Regions from separate parts of the Bicyclus anynana genome. Here region 1 is linked to region 2. Evidence: chromatin contacts called from public Hi-C data. All regions are on one chromosome and are shown on one strand. The core of a region is the stretch at or near the end of the contact, and the rest is flanking DNA. Distances in the headings are between cores, read along the strand shown.

Region 1 (3,352 bases), core at 243-2,742, 210 kb after region 2:
GGCGCAGACTCCGTCACACAGCTGACGGCACGGACTACCTCATACGGTTATACGATTCATATATTACTAATAGGTCTAGGTCCATCACACCTCGAGCAGGCCCCAGGAATTGGTTTCCCTTTAGAATGCTTCAACACTCGCCTTACCTGCCCTACATCTTCTCCAATCCCACACTAAACAATTTATGATAAATAATAATTAGAACGCAAAACGTTATTGCATAAAGCGACTAACACGACTGGCAGCGTGACGACGTCTACGCTGCCTTACAAACAACTGAGCACAAACGCTAACGCATGTAAAACTAAAAAAATGTATGGGATTGACAGAGAGACGACGCAACGCGCCGTGTGCACAGGCTTTTATAGGAGAAGGGGAACCCACCATGTTGCTTCAATGTGGGTTGTTGATGATTATAATGTATGATTTCCAGTGGACTCGGAGTCGGAGTCAGCGGCGGAGTGCGTGGCCGGCGACTACGACAGCGCCAGCATCGGCTGCGGGCAGGGACAGGACACCATCGAGTTCAAGTCCTCCTGCACCAACACAGGTACAGCAAATATATCAAAGATACATACATGCACACTCAGATCTAAAACATAAGACTGAGTTGAGACTGAGTCGTATTATAAACAGAGTCTCACGGTTTCCATTCCCGTTAGATTACGGGAAGAAAATATAGTCTATGATATTCCCTGATAATGTAGCTTTCTATTGTTAAAATAATATTTCAAATCGATCCAGTAGTTATCGAGTTTATATGTAGCAAATACAAAAATACAAATCTTTCCTGTTTATAATATTACAGCGAGTAGATAAACAGTAGGTGTTTCGAAGCGTGCTTGTAGATACATTCTGGGCTCATACGTGGGCTTCCGTTCCGACAATCAGTTCCTGACTGCTGGACGTAATGCCAAACGTCCAATGTGTACTTTTAGCAGACTCAAAAGTGATTACAAAAATAAGAAAACTAATGTCGAACAAAGCTTATGATTCACAACATTTGTCAGGACAACTTAATTAACAAATTAAACTGTAACCAAAATAAGCCCTAGAACGGCAGAGAATGACCTTGAGTGAAGTCACGCACTTGTGAAAGTTGTGTGTAGGATTAAAGGATCCTTTAATTGTTGTTCGTTTTCCACTCAAGTCACTCTTCCCGCCTATCCCAATTATCCCATAAAGAATTACACAACAAGAGATGTGGACGGCTCGAACGTCACGACTGAAGCCGTCCGTACCGTAAATTACTTTTAGTGTAAATATTAATACAGTTCTCATTACATGTAATCACTTCGACAATGAGCTCGTGCTGATAGAGTCGTCTCCCGCAGTGTACACGTGCTACGGCAGCTGGCGCGAGGGCGCGCGCGGGTTCGTGATCGCGGCGCCGCTCGCCCGCCCGCCCGCGCGCCCGCGCACCTTCTGCTTCAGCTACACGCACCACAACGAGTCCGCGGGCGGCGCCGTGCGGCTGAGCGCCGTGCCGCGCGCGTGCGACCGCGACGCGCTGCCGGGCCGACACGGCGACAAGGCCTATAACCTCACCAGCAACGGTAACTGTCACCCGACACACTGAGCGGTGTCGCACAGTCGTCACAAGCAATTGTAACTGTCACCGACACACTGAGTGGTGTCGCACAGTCCTCACCAGCAACGGTAACTGTCACCGACACACTGAGTGGTGTCGCACAGTCCTCACCAGCAACGGCAACTGTCACCCGACACACTGAGTGGTGTCGCACAGTCCTCACCAGCAACGGTAACTGTCACCGTCCACTGAGTGGTGTCGCACAGTCCTCACTAGCAACGGCAACTGTCACCCGACACACTGAGTGGTGTCGCACAGTCCTCACCAGCAACGGTAACTGTCACCGTCCACTGAGTGGTGTCGCACAGTCCTCATCAGCAACGGTGACTGTCACCCGACACACTGAGTGGTGTCGCACAGTCTTTTCTTTCAGTTTACAGAATGCGTAAACTTAGTCTCACAAAGTTTGACGGACCTAACACATACTTTCACATTTTTTCTAATATACACAAGAGATTTGCCTTTTTGGTGGAAATTAATTAAAACATTTAATTTTGCAGGCACGTGCGAGCAGAGCAGCAAGTACAGCGTCGCGACGCGGCTCACGCCCGCCATCACGCTCATCGCGCTGCTGGTGGGCACCGCCTCCAGATGATATGACCACTAGCCGCTAGAAGTGTCTCGGACGCTGACCACACAGACACAACACTAGGTTTATTTTCATTATTGTGACGCGCCCAACTTGTAGTCCTCTCTGAGATAAACTAATTTATTTATGTTTTTAATTTTAATTCTACGTTAGACTGTCCTGTTGATTCAATAGCTCAGTTTCTGTGGACCATTAAAGCCCATGTTTGACTCTTGATTCTAACAGAATGTTAAGTCAACACCTTTATAACTTTATTTATTGATTTATTAATTTATTTCTTGAGAATACACATTACACAGTATAATTATGTATTCGACCACTCCTGGCGTGCAACAGTTACAAAGACACGAATAATTAAAATAAAAAAGACAATAGTTAAATCAAACATAATTTTGCGAAGACTGGCATAAGAACTTTGGCTTACGGCAACAAGTGTACAAAAAGACGGTAGAAACGAGTAGTGATCAGTGGCGTTACTAAAGGGTGGCAAAGCGAGACCCCAGCTAAAGAGACTCGTAAGTCTAAATAAACAAATACAAATCTTTATTGTTACAAGATTTTAGCAATAGATTCGTTTAGATCTTTTGGGCATGATGGATATCCGAGGACCACAAAATTCGAAGAATGTTAATCATTTCATTTCATCTGGTTCTAAATATTGAGATTGAGGTTGGTCCTCATTCGAGAAATTCAACACAGGCCTCAAAATTATAGTTACCCCACTGGTTACAGTAACTCCAGTAAAAATAGTCCATCTGTTCTGGGAATTCCGATTTACTTAGGATGTAGTGATGGCACATAATGTAAGATGTATATGACAAAACCTGTGAATTCTAATTATTATTTTTAGTGATTTTGATTTGTATCATAAACTGAAAGTTTTCAAAAGAAATAACATTTTCGTCATGTATTTTTTTCGGTAACGTGTAGGCCCCAAATTTCATCTAGATGAGTAACAGAATGATCTTCAATTCATTCAAAGAACAGTTTTTTATTCCTTTTCTTGAGAGATACGGACAGAGAGCAATTCTGTCGTGTCCTTGAGAAAACAAGGTGTTCTCTGTTTAGAGAACAACATCACCTTGTTCTCGTGGAGAGAAAAAATGTAGTTTGTATTTTTTTTGAAGGTTGTAGTTTTTTTGAGGGAGGTTAAACCGCTTCGTAACGTAACG
Region 2 (3,182 bases), core at 5-2,504:
TATTCTCTCCCGGCCTATAATTGATGTTTGTGGGTGGGTTGAAAAAAGTAGCACCTCCAATCCAATCTTTATAACGCAAACGTCGGCGTAGCCCTACTTCGCTGATGCTATATTTCGTCTCCATATTCCAACGGTAACAGGAGCCAGTAACCACCACGCGGCGTCTGCTAGTTATTAGTAAAGACACACTGAACTACAAAACTGATTTTGCTCCGTTTGTAGAATGCGAAAATGACTCCGACGCAGCATCTCATCCCACCACTTCCTCGCCACCTTCGCTACATAGGAATGAGAACATTTCTTTCCTCATCAATCAAGGTGCCTGTGGGTATTTTTTTGCGTCCTTGGTACATGACCATAGTTCTATTATCTATATCTTATTACGGATCCAGTCAAGCTTCACTTTTTCCCTACCCCTACCCTTCTCTAAGTCTATCCTACCCCTAGTGTAAGGGTAAGGGTAGGGTAGACCCTACGCTTACTCTTACACTATCAAGTATCGTACTTTTGATATCTTTCGAATGAAATGTCCGAATTGATTAATTCCAAAAGTTAAATAATGGTATTGAGCGAGTCTTGAATCTGAAGTAGGTAATTTATTTTGAAAAGAATTAATACCAAGATACCTACAAGATTTCTTTCCGTTTGATGCGATGAGTCCGATACGTACCTACCTACGATGCGGATCAGTGGAGAGGGAGACTGGAGGCACTTACATAGTAGGTATGACAGAAGATCAAATATAATGCATAAGCTTAGTTTACTAGCACATTTTGAAACGTCAGGTTGCGTTACTACCTAATGGTAATAATAAAATTGAAAACTTAAAATTAAAGTTAAGTATGCTAGGTAAGTATAAATAATCAATAAATCTTAGTAAACTATTATATATAGGTAAGTATCTAATACCTATCCACTACCTATTCAATAACAATTTATACTAAAACCATTTTTCAAAATTTACTAGGTACTTCAAGAAAATGCATAAAACACTATAGTTTAATATGCGAATATACAAATAGCACAATACCATTATAGTAGAATCATAAATGCTTGGGGCTTTTTGAATTAGCCGTTTTATACGATCGAATAGTTTTTAAATAATATAACTGAACATTTGAAATTAGTTTTTCTAGCAAATGAAATAAAGTTTAACTTCGTTTGGTTAATTTTGACGGCTCCTGTCTGTCGCCATTTTCCATAATGGCCGCGAGTACCGCGAGTCGCGACATCTATACAAATTTTAGTGTCATGAAGAACTTGCCTTGTGTCGGACGTGCGTGTTTTCCACTGGGCTTATTGTTTGCAACCATTGTATAAAGAAAAATGATACGAAAATTAACTCGAAACAATCGGAATATAATACATTTACCTATATTATAGTTAATTAAATGTGTACGAAACAAAGAACTGTGTTCATCGCGTCGTAGGAAGCTGTTAGGTAGTCTAAAATAATGAATTTAACACGCTGCGGCAATCTTTCTATTTGAATTGTCGTGAACCTTGTTGTGGAATCGATTTTCAGATGTTATTAATGAAATTACTAAGGTGCTTGTGGTGATATTATTTGTAAAAAGAACCTGCTTAGCTGGTCTCGCGTTACGGTGACTTTTCGACCGACGGCACTGGCGGGCTCCAAATCGATAGAGATAATAAAAAATGCATATTTTGCCCATGGTTTCATAAAGGTTCCGTTCAATACTGTGCCGGTACGATTTTGCTACGGAAAGCTGTTCAGAATTCTCATTTGTTTGCAAACCGCAGTGCTATTTATTTAATGGTATCAAAGTTATGGTGATACTCAAACATCGCGAAGATTTTTTTCTCAGCGAACACGATAAGGTGAGTAAACAAACTATATCAAAATGTTTTATTGACTTTTCTACTGTTATTGCAAAAACACACGGTATACACACACAAAATGAGTAGTATTTAGGCGTAATGTCGTACTTACCTTTATTTTGTTTCTAATTACTCATTGTTAAACAAAAAAGTTTAATATCACGAACCATGAATAATTAAACAGAGTCGGACCTGCATACTAAATTATGTCAATTGCTGTAACCATAAAAAAACGATGATACAAAGGGCCGATCGCGTGAATACAATATTTTTATCAGTGCTAAAATCTTCTTTTGTTTGACATTTGACATGAAAAGTACCTATATAACAATACAGATTATATTAAATTGGTATAGATAAGCTGTTAATGGTATTAGAGGTGTTCTTTATTTGCTGATATATATTTTAGTGATGTTATCACTGACATTTCACATTTAAATTATATTTTAGTGTCACAATAAATCATTAATCAGTAATATTATGTTTAATCTTAATACATTCTATAATATCATTATTATCAACCCATATTCGACTCACTGCTGAGCACGATTTTCCCCCCTTGTCCTCGTCCACCATGCTGGCCCAATGTGGATTGGCAGACTTCAGGTTTCCTCACAATGTTTTTCCTTCACCGTTTGAGACATATTATATTTAATATCTTAAAATGTACACAACTGAAAAGTTGGAGGTGCATGCCCCTGGCCAGATTCAAACCCACACTCTCCGAAATCAGAGGCAGATTGTATCCACTGTACTATAATGTTCTATGTTTAGTTAATATCCTCTAACATGCTATTTTAAATTAGAAATCATTTCATTTAGTTCAGTTATTGTACAAGTAATTTGAAGGACATATGATTTCCACTCCCAGTATTTAAAGAAAGAATGCCTAGATTATTTGTAAGAGGAAGTTAGAATCAAATTAGATATACCTGAATATTAAACACAGAACACATGGTATAATACCATTGTCTTTCCATAAGGGAAAGAAAAGAGCTATAATAAAATTATCTATATGACAGCAATATCCTGTCCTGAAGATATTGTCCGACCTTCATGCAATTAAAGTATTATCTAAAAAGCTATTCCATATGTACATGAGAAAGTTTTTTTTCCTGAATTTCTTTGGCTAAAACCAGCAAACCAAGTATCATTTCTAATCAAAACAAAAAATCAAAACCAGTTCAGCAGTTCTGAGCTGAGGTATTGTTTTAAGATTTTTTCTTATGTGTAATACAATGTAGTTTATGTAAAAAAATCAAACTTAATACTTAAGCTTGTATCAGTGACATAACTAAAGGGTGGCAAGGCTGGCAAAATATGACAGCATATGAAATGAC

What was found. Hi-C and Micro-C count contacts between places; a contact is called where the count stands out from the background.
Region 1: a Hi-C map of whole body shows a contact between it and region 2, with 3 times the contacts expected there. The contact joins the enhancer-like site here to the promoter of LOC112045140 in region 2. A contact is called at or near these places in 2 of 2 Hi-C or Micro-C datasets (whole body and whole larva).

Annotation. Positions count from the first base shown.
Region 1 is chr8:2,395,724-2,399,075 of ilBicAnyn1.1, forward strand. It overlaps LOC112045140, which reads left to right. Exons shown (of 16, transcript XM_052883154.1): 14 at 434-550; 15 at 1,335-1,556; 16 at 2,092-3,352. The coding sequence ends at 2,186. Among protein-coding and RNA genes, the nearest start is that of LOC112045110, 36 kb to the right of the region's middle. Within about 2 kb of position 1,493, at least 5 of the 8 cell types and tissues checked have open chromatin away from gene starts, as enhancers often do.
Region 2 is chr8:2,183,157-2,186,338 of ilBicAnyn1.1, forward strand. It overlaps LOC112045140, which reads left to right and starts at 1,255. Exons shown (of 16, transcript XM_052883154.1): 1 at 1,255-1,842.